Regions from separate parts of the Bicyclus anynana genome. Here region 1 is linked to region 2. A link is a contact called in public Hi-C data. All regions are on one chromosome and are shown on one strand. The core of a region is the stretch at or near the end of the contact, and the rest is flanking DNA. Distances in the headings are between cores, read along the strand shown. Region 1 overlaps LOC112058090 (serine/threonine-protein kinase MARK2). Region 2 overlaps LOC112058090 (serine/threonine-protein kinase MARK2).

Evidence for each region. Hi-C and Micro-C count contacts between places; a contact is called where the count stands out from the background.
Region 1: a Hi-C map of whole larva shows a contact between it and region 2, with 4 times the contacts expected there. The contact joins two enhancer-like sites. A contact is called at or near these places in 2 of 2 Hi-C or Micro-C datasets (whole body and whole larva).

What each region holds. Positions count from the first base shown.
Region 1 is chr18:2,402,677-2,407,429 of ilBicAnyn1.1, reverse strand. All of the region lies in intron 1 of LOC112058090 (serine/threonine-protein kinase MARK2), which reads left to right. Among protein-coding and RNA genes, the nearest start is that of LOC112058090, 29 kb to the left of the region's middle. Within about 2 kb of position 2,834, at least 8 of the 8 cell types and tissues checked have open chromatin away from gene starts, as enhancers often do.
Region 2 is chr18:2,259,753-2,264,855 of ilBicAnyn1.1, reverse strand. LOC112058090 (serine/threonine-protein kinase MARK2) reads left to right here. Exons shown (of 21, transcript XM_052886767.1): 3 at 1-48; 4 at 1,073-1,180; 5 at 1,568-1,690; 6 at 2,293-2,428; 7 at 3,349-3,484; 8 at 4,331-4,515. Among protein-coding and RNA genes, the nearest start is that of LOC112058089, 82 kb to the right of the region's middle. Within about 2 kb of position 1,700, at least 7 of the 8 cell types and tissues checked have open chromatin away from gene starts, as enhancers often do.

The DNA of each region.
Region 1 (4,753 bases), core at 1,585-4,084, 140 kb before region 2:
CATCACGGCTGAATGATAAAAATAAAAAATCATCACAATCATTTCGCCGATCGGTGTTCCATTCGTCGCTCCGCGTGGCTTGTTTAGTGCATTTCTATGCGACTTTTGTCGCTACACGCTTCGCCGTTCGCATCGCGCGAACATTCGCTATGGCGAATGTCCCGTGGCCAGGCGCTTGGTCCGTGTCAACACGTGGACAATGGGACCACGCTATATCAAATTTCGCAGTTGAATGCGATGCGAGGCATGCGCGAGCGATCGCCCGCTCCGATAGCATTCGTTGTTACGGCACTTGACACCTCGCCGCGTCATCGATGGGTGACAGATCGTTCACCCGCGGCACGCGGATTTGCCTGCCTATTTGTTGTTGACGGCCTCCGTGGCGCAGTTGTATGCGCGGTGGATTTACAAGACGGTGGTCCTGGGTTCGATCCCCGGCTGAGCCAATTGAGGTTTTCTTATTTGGTCCAGGTCAGGCTGGTGGGAGGCTTCGGCCTTGGCTAGTTGTAGGTACGTCTTTACTGGCAAAGATGTACCGCCAAGCAATTAAGCGTTCCGGTACGCTGCCGTGTAGAAACCGAGAGGAGTGTGGATTTATATCCTCCTCCTAACAAGTTAGCCTGCTTCCATCTTAGACTGCATCATCACTTACCATCAAGTGAGATTGTAGTCAAGGGCTAACATTTAAAGAAAAAAAAAAACTAGCTGAATCTACCGACGTAGTTCACCTACCCCCTAAAGCCACCAAGGTCCACGTTTGGACCTTGGTGACCATGGTGAGGATTCACAAGCCCTAGTCTATAGACACTCGACAAAAGAAGGAACTTGGATCAAACATTCTTATGTGTATAAATTACTGAGAATCCAGATAGCACCAATTCTGCAAAGCAAAATTAACTTTAGGGCGCCTAGTACGAGTAGATACTCTCGCCAAGCAATTCGTATTCTACTATGCCTAGAATATTTTTTCTTTTTTTTTATTCTATACAAGTTAGCCCTTGACTACAATCTCACCTGATGGAATGGACCCGGAAGGAATCGGGCTAATTTGTTAGGAGGATGAAATTCACTTTCGGTTTCTACACGAGGTCGTACTGGAACGCTAAATCGCTTGGCGGTACGTCTTTGATGGTAACTATCTAGCCACGGCCAAAGCCTCCCACCAGCCAAATGTAAATTATAAGTATAAGTCGTTCTATATCAACATAGACTCACCAAGTTTGTCAGACATATCACAAGTTAGTTTTATACCTAATGTTACTAAACTAATTTTTCCTATTCAAAATGTAACATTTTTTATACCTCTTTCATTTTATTTTTTTTCTAATAAATAACACTCAAATAGTGCCAACTGATTTTTTTTTTGTTAACTGTAAACTGTCTTTTTTTCGTAAACCGTAAACTATTTTTATAATTATTAATTTGCTTTATTAAGATTGCACAGAGCCTTGTATTTGTATTTTTTAGATTATTATGTAAAAACTGTAACAGTCACTAGTGGATCAAATCAATAAATAGTTACCTGTTTCTGTTTTAAATTAAGAAATGACTAACCTTTACAACGAATGGAGTATCGAACCTATGAATTTTCGAAATCGAGTCCAACCCTTGAACGTATAGAACGTTTTATTGCCATAATATTTACGTTGCTTGGACGGACAGCAGAAGTAATTAAATTCTCCTATAATTGCATTTTCTATCCAACGTTCAACGTCCAATATTTAATTTATTGAGTCTCTGATATACGACGGAACCGAAGATATGATATCAGATTATAAAAATGGTTATTGAAATAAACTTAAAATAATCTTGCATCTTGAAAATTAAAATAAATTTGTGTCAAGTTACACCATATACCTATGTTGCTTATTATCTTATAATTTAAAGTAATACACAAAAATGTCTAAGTTGAATTTTTCTCATAATAAATCGTTTTTATCGGAAATAATAACAAAACAATCTAGAGAATATAAAATAATACAAGAAAACTAAGTTAATTTTTTCTCATGTTATATCGTTCGAAAATAATAACAAAGCAATCTAGAGAACACTACACTACACTCACAATAGTTTAAAATCTAAAAAACAATCTAGAGTGGAAACTAATTTTCTGTATGGTGATATCTTTGTATTTGTATATCAATGTATAGAGTAGGTAACTAGACACGGGACTAAACTTGTACCATCTGCAGAGAATATTGAATTGGCTTCGGGCTTTATTTTTATTTTGCTATCTTAGGGCTGCTGTATATCTGAGGAGGCTCATTCGTTAGTAATAAAATATTTGAGGCATAGCCTGGTCATTAATTATTTAACAACAAAAACATGTTAGTGATGTAAGTTGAAATAATTGTCGATTTTATTTCAATATTACTTAGCTTATTACGAATAGATTAATAGTTAAAATTGACCTACGATGCATATTGCCAGATATACGCCGGCCTTAAAAGGATGGCTGTAATGATAAGCTGCACAACAGGTTATATTGTGATATATACTCAGAGGCACAATTATCCGCCCACTTTAATCGGACGCGAGTATATTAAAGTGGTCGGATAATCGTGCCTCCGAGTATATATTGTTATAAAAAAAATATTTTAATGTTACTGATTTTGTTGAAAATTTTTGTAAATGGACATTTTTAATAACAAATTGTTTCTTGATATATAATAAAACACAAAAACATTTTTAAAACTCATTTCAGTACCAATGACGAAATTGCATTTTATTACCACAACCGAAGATAGGAACCAACTTTAAAGGTCTCTGCAACTTTAATGCCTAGATACAAACCATCAAGCGCGCAGTTCCGCCGCCAACCGCTACGTGGCGTCGCTTAGCGAATCAGCTACTGCATAATAGATGGCGCTGCAAGTCACGTATACTTGGTGTTTCAGACTATTGATTTACCTTTTATCTCCCAGCGTTCAAATAATAATGTAGGTATATTAGTATATTGGTACAGCGATAACCGTGTTTGTTGTACTATCTTGTAAGTTGACATAGCGTTGTTTTCAATGTTAACTACGAGAGGTTTCTTTGTTTTGTTGTTTTTTTTTTTATTTCACTATTATCATTTATTTCAATGAGACGTGATTTTCCTTTAATGTATTGTGTTTGTAATTATTTATTGTACAAGACAAGGTGGTCTTGCAGTTTGTTGATAGCTTTAAGAAAAAAATGTAAAATGTAGTTATTTGTTATGATATTTTAGTTTTAAAACTTTTGTGATGTTCTGGTTGTTATTTTGCTAAACTAGCGGACGTCTGCGTGGAATTAGTTTTTCACAAATCCCTCGGGAACCATCAGTTTTCCGGGATAAAAAGTAGCCTATGTGTTAATCTATGCTATAATATATCTCAATACCAAATTTCAGTTAATTCGGTTCAGTAGTCGAGGCGTGAAAGAGTAACAAACATTAATATCATCATTCTTCGCAAATCTCGGGAAACCATAGATTTTTTCGGGATAAAAAGTAGCCTATGTGTTAATCCATAGTAAAATCCATTTCCATTCCAAATTTTAGCCAAATCGCTTCAGTTGTGGCGGCGTTAAAGAGTAACAAACATCCAAACATCCATACTTTCGCTTTAGCGTTTATAATATTAGTAGGATTAAATTTTACATATATAGCTTATAGGGATAGGGATATAAAGTTTAGATCCAACACGCTGCACCAATGCAGGTCGGTGGGCTGGGTGTATTTTATGTCACCTTTGACTAATTATTATCGAACGCAACTGTCAACGGACTCGCGCCGCCATCTTGTCCGGTGCGTCAATTGGATGATTGCGCGGGAGTCGCTGCGATCGTGTCAAGGTGACATCCACGTGACTTGTCGATATAAGCAAGTTCATTATGCATGTACATAGGTATTAACCTATACCATTACCTATAACTTCTTCAGTAGTGCTCACATGGGACCAAGCGAAGGGAAATAGACAAATTGTCCGATGACGGCTACCAACGCAATGAAAGAGATTGCGGATTTTCCGGTTGCACCGTCATTTGTTGAAATTTGGCTATTTCTCTTCATGACATTATTTTGTTGGTCGCAAGTCATGGATTCGATTAAGCTTCCAACATGACTATCCTCGTACCAACTTTCACATATCTTCCCGACCATGGTTCCTCCCAAAATGTCGGTAGAAATTTATAAAACTCTAATCATGAAGACTTGGTAAATGATGACTCAATACGAACGTGTAAACAAAAAGCGTTACGTAACGCATCAAACAATGTGTAGTGTGCAATAAATGTCATTCAGCTCGCATCTGATGAACCCCTCCACTCTATTCTTGGACACTTGACCTTGACGCTTGTTAAAACTACTTCTTTATCTTTATGTAACAACAAAAGAAATACAGTTTATGTTGGTACATATAAATTCATATTAAACTTGTCAGCATAGGCCTTTTGTTTGGATGTAGGACTTAATTTTGCAGTATTACACATTACATATTTATTTTGCTAGTAGCAGATGCCCGCAGTTTCACCGGCGTAATTCCCGTTCCCGTGGCAATACGGGAATAAAATATAGCCTATGCTGCTCGTTGAAAATATACCCCGTAGTACCCTAGTCAAACGCAACGTTAAATTTTTTTTTACCGGGTAGTACGGTTGAGATAAATCACATAAACCATGTAAAAATAACAAGTTTTATGTTTAGCTTAATGTATAAAAATAAAAGAAAAAGTAAAAAGTAAAAAGAGAAGTCGCAAGGCCTATTGAGCAATAATCCGCTTATGTTAAT
Region 2 (5,103 bases), core at 451-2,950:
GACAAGACGCAGCTGAACCCCAGCTCCCTGCAGAAACTGTTCAGAGAGGTAACTATGATATAGGTATTAATCGCTTCCAGCAAATACAAACTGCCGAAGACTATCGGGAAGGGCAAGTTGCAAAGGTGAAGCTTGCGAAGAACGTGCCCATCGGCAATGAGCTTTCTGCAGAAACTCTTCAGAGCGGTAACTTTGTTTTTCTAAACAATGACAAGTTAGCCCTTGATGACGATCTTAACTTAGTGGTGCGCTAATCTTGCCTTATAGATGCAAACATGTACTGTAATTGAGGAGTATCTCTGCGTGATATGTAGCTCAACGAGTCCCAGAGCTGAAGTGGTAATTGGTTGGGCTCATAGTCCATGTGCTGGTGGAGGTTGAATTCTCAAGGTGCTCGAACAGCGACCCCGCACCAGAGAGTATTGGTTGACCCACTAGGTAGACCGATGATATAAAAACAGGTTGCAAAAGCAAGTAGCATAAAACCATGGTGTATGAAAGTCCTTACAAAAGGCCATATCCAGCAATGGATGACTTTTATTGGCTGATCACGATAATGACTATAGTAACACAATAAATACTGGACGTCCACTGTTGGACTAAGTCTAAGACCTATAATGTCTTTAAAACAATCTCGAGCTGCCTGCACCTAGCGGAACCTTGTATGTCTTAAATCTTAAATTTTGGCTGGTGGGCGGCTTCGGCCGTGGCTAGTTACCACCCTACCGGCAAAGACGTACCGCCAAGCGATTTAGCGTTCCGGTACGATGTCGTGTAGAAACCAAAGGAGTGTGGATTTTCATCCTCCTCCTAACAAGTTAGTCCGCTTCCATCTTAGACTGCATCATCACTTACCATAGGTGAGATTGTAGTCAAGGGCTAACTTGTCAAGAATAAAAAAAAAAAAAATCTACATTCTGTGACTATTTTTTTTTTTTTTTAAATTTTTATTTGGGTCAACAAACAGTAAACGATAAGATTACAAGTTACTATTACCTATAACAATATATAATTTATGTATATTTTATTTTATAAAATGGTTTATTATAATGTATTTGATATTTGTTTTCAGGTGCGGATAATGAAAATGCTCGATCACCCCAACATTGTGAAACTGTTCCAAGTTATCGAAACAGAAAAAACACTGTACCTCGTGATGGAGTACGCGTCTGGTGGCGAAGTAAGTATCATTCATGCTACGTAGTCTTGAGGGTTAGACCCCTTATCCCTTATCTAATAGAAGAGGAGACCACTTACGCTGTTGCAAATATGTTGCTGGTAAACCCAGAAAAGGAGAAAAAGTTAATAAAAACATTGAAATGACAATGACAAAAGGCAGACAGACTGAGAAGAAATAAACATTCCAAAAAATTTTGTAGTCTAAAAATACTTTTTTAATTTCCTTTTGAAAGTATTATTTTTAGTTGTTGGGGTTTGACCCGTAGTCTTTTCCGACTAGTTTTGAGGGGAATTGGAATATTGGTCATATTTAAAAGATATGGCAACCATTCTTTAAAAAATATATCACTTTACGATTTTATTTAATATTAATTTGTATCATTTCCAGGTGTTCGACTACTTGGTGCTACACGGGCGCATGAAGGAGAAGGAGGCGCGCGCCAAGTTCAGGCAAATAGTGTCCGCAGTGCAGTACTGCCATCAGAAGAGGATCATACACAGGGATCTCAAGGTGAGCTCAGACTCCGCTCGCACTTAGACAAAATGGACACCCACCAATACGCTACTCGCGAAGTTAATCGAATACGATACACAACACAACACATGATGATGGCCTACACAAATTTCACTTCGCTTCGTGCAACCTCAACCTCGCTGGACTACTGACCGTTGTCGGTTTTTGCGCCTGAGCCAAAGGATTCGATGCAATCCGAGGTTCGTACACGAAGCGCCTCGCTTTAGTACTTGGGGTTACTTTAGGATATGGTTTCGTTCGCGATCGAATAGCGCATTCTCGATATGTCGTCACTTGGAATTTTCATACAAATTGCAGTGATGCAGCTAGGGGCTTTTGGGGCTGCTCCCTTAATAAGAGGGATTAATTTAATAAAAAAGCAGTGGACATTAGTGTTACTCCTAGCAGCAAAATTGTTTTTGTATATAAGGTAGCTAGACTCACAGGAGTACCATAGACTATCTAACAAAGGCTACATGTTTGAAGATTTTAATACGCGAGTAAAACACTAAGGACGCATATTAATATGGCTCTTAATAATATGTTTTTTAATTTTTTGTTAACGATTTACATTTATCCAGTGAATGTATGCACTCCAGGCGGAAAACCTGCTGCTCGATGGCGAGATGAACATAAAGATCGCGGACTTCGGGTTCTCGAACGAGTTCACGCCGGGCGCCAAGCTCGACACCTTCTGCGGCTCGCCGCCCTACGCCGCGCCAGAGCTGTTCCAAGGTACGCCCGCCTTCCCTCATTGGAGCCGCGTATGTGAGCTCCACGTCTCCTCTCCCAGAGCTGGGAAGACTCCCGTGCCGTGAGCACGTAAACCATTGTCATCAAATAGAGGTTGTTAAGGAATTCTACAGTATCACCCATAAGTTATCTCCTCTAAAGAGGGAGGACTAGCCTTATATGTTCAAGTTCCCTGATAATGCCATCTATTCGCCAGCCAGATCGTCTCCTGCCGATAAGATCAGGTAGTCGTGGAGGAACATTCTCACCCGGTCTTGTTCTTTCAAGCTATTTCGGGATTGAGGCCTTTTGACCTATGGGTTGTCCGGGATGTCGTAAATCCTGGCATCCCACGCGGACTGCGATTTCTCGCTATCGGTGTCGGTTTCTGTGACTTGCCCCATGCGGGACTGCCAAGCGTTTGCTGTTGGTAATTTACAATAATAAACACTGATTTACTATGCCTGTAGATAGCAGCACACATTTTAAAAGCCTCGTCCGATTACACTTTTCGTAACTCATTCTCCAACTTCCTAAGTCTAACGTGCGTGAAGACCTTTTCATTCAATTAATAAGTCAGTAAATAACTCCATAACTCTTCTCTCAGAGCTGGGAAGTTTAAATTGTTATTCGTGTTTATTATCATCAATATCTGAGATCATATCTCCTCTCCTGTGAGGAGGTACGACTGGCCTTATAGTGGGCCGTTAAAATAATCTGATAATGGTCATCATCCTCATCAACAGCCGATGGACGTCGTCATTTCAGCACTTTGGGACCCAAACATCCATCGACTCTTCGAACTACATGCCCTGCCCTTTGCCACTTCAGCTTCGCGACTCGCTGAGCTATGTCAGTGGCTTTGGTTCTTCTGGGGTTCTTCTGATAATGGTCACTTTATGTCAATGTGTCTCATATTGCAGGCAAGAAGTACGACGGCCCCGAAGTGGACGTGTGGTCGCTGGGCGTGATCCTGTACACACTCGTGTCGGGCTCGCTGCCCTTCGACGGCTCCACGCTGCGCGAGCTGCGGGAGCGAGTGCTGCGGGGGAAGTACAGGTACAGTCCGCGACGGTGGGGTAGCGTGCCTTGTAGGGGCCCCGTATCAAGAGGGGGGGCCCAAATTAAGGGTAAAGATTTCTTACAAACAAAAAAGCTCGCTTAAAATAAATATGACAGTGACTTGACCTATGTAGAACAAGAAGTGACCAAGAGGAAAAATGAAATTTTTGACTTTTTGCAGTTTTTTTTCCCCAAGAAGCACCAGACTAATTGAGATTGTGTGATTTACATTTTACTAATTTTTGTTTTTGATGATGTAATGTAGTCTGTAGGCTCAGTATCATTGATAGGGGGGAGCTACGTCTCTGGTCCTCGTGTAATACCCCTGCGCAAGTGTAATTCATCATCATCATCATCATCATCCCATATTCGGCTCACTGCTGAGTTCGAGTCTCCTCTCAAAATAAGAGGGGTTAGGCCAATAGTCCACCACGCAGGCCCAATGCGGATTGGCAGACTTCACAGACGCAGAGAATTAAGAAAATTCTCTGGTTTGCAGGTTTCCTCACGATGTTTTTCCTTCACCGTTTGAGACATGTGATATTTAATTTCTTGAAAAATGCACACAACTGAAAAGTTGGAGGTGCATGACCGGATTCGAACCCACACCCTCCGGAATCGGAGGCAGGCATCCCACATCCTCTGTCAGAGCGGACTATAAAGCTGCGTGATTTAAGCCTCTATCGCTTCGTGGTAAAGAAAATGGATCACACGCCCGGGAGCTCTTATTCCGCAAGGAAATATTCCTGTAAAATAATACACACGTATAGTTTTTGGTAGCTTAAAGTTTTTTCTTTTCCGAATATTAGAATATTAATAACGTTAGCTTTTAATTGATTCCAGAATACCTTTCTACATGTCAACGGATTGCGAGAATCTACTCAAAAAGTTCCTCGTGCTGAACCCGGCGAAGCGGGCCTCCCTCGAGAGCATCATGCGCGACAAGTGGATGAACACGGGCTATGAGGACGACGAGCTGCGGCCGTACGTCGAACCACAGCAGGACTTCAAGGACCACAAACGGATAGGTGAGTACGGAGACACTGCCAGAACATGGCTAAACCCCTGTTCAATCCTAGATTCTGCACCTGATTGGACTTTGTCGATGGATACATATGAAAAACATTATAAAATCCCAAAGGATGACGCTGTTTTAAGATCTAGATCAGATATTTTCCTTTTTTTGCAAACAAACTAAGCGTGCTTGTTGAGCTTACTGTGCCGTGAGAGACTAACATTCCGAACTAACTAAAAATGGGTATGTAGTTAGTCTGTACGCCGTTGAAGTAGGTGCGAGAGGATTACCAGCTAAATCTCTCTATAACTTCCTTGAAGACCTTGGCCTCTTTAGAAGTGCAGCTAGTTCTATATTAGAACGAGTACCCAAAGCTGCTTTAATAGGATCTTACCAAATTTGGCGGCGAACAACACGAGCGGAGGAGGGGAGTGTTGATCGATCGTCAAGGATATCCTTAACCCTAAATCCTGTAGTCACAAGTCCAGGACTCTGCTCGGAGTTTTTCTCTCTACCACGCGAAGTACCCGGCACCTGCTCGGTGAAGCCATTGAATGCTAAGATATTCGTCACTTCAGTATTATACCTACATTTTTCTAGA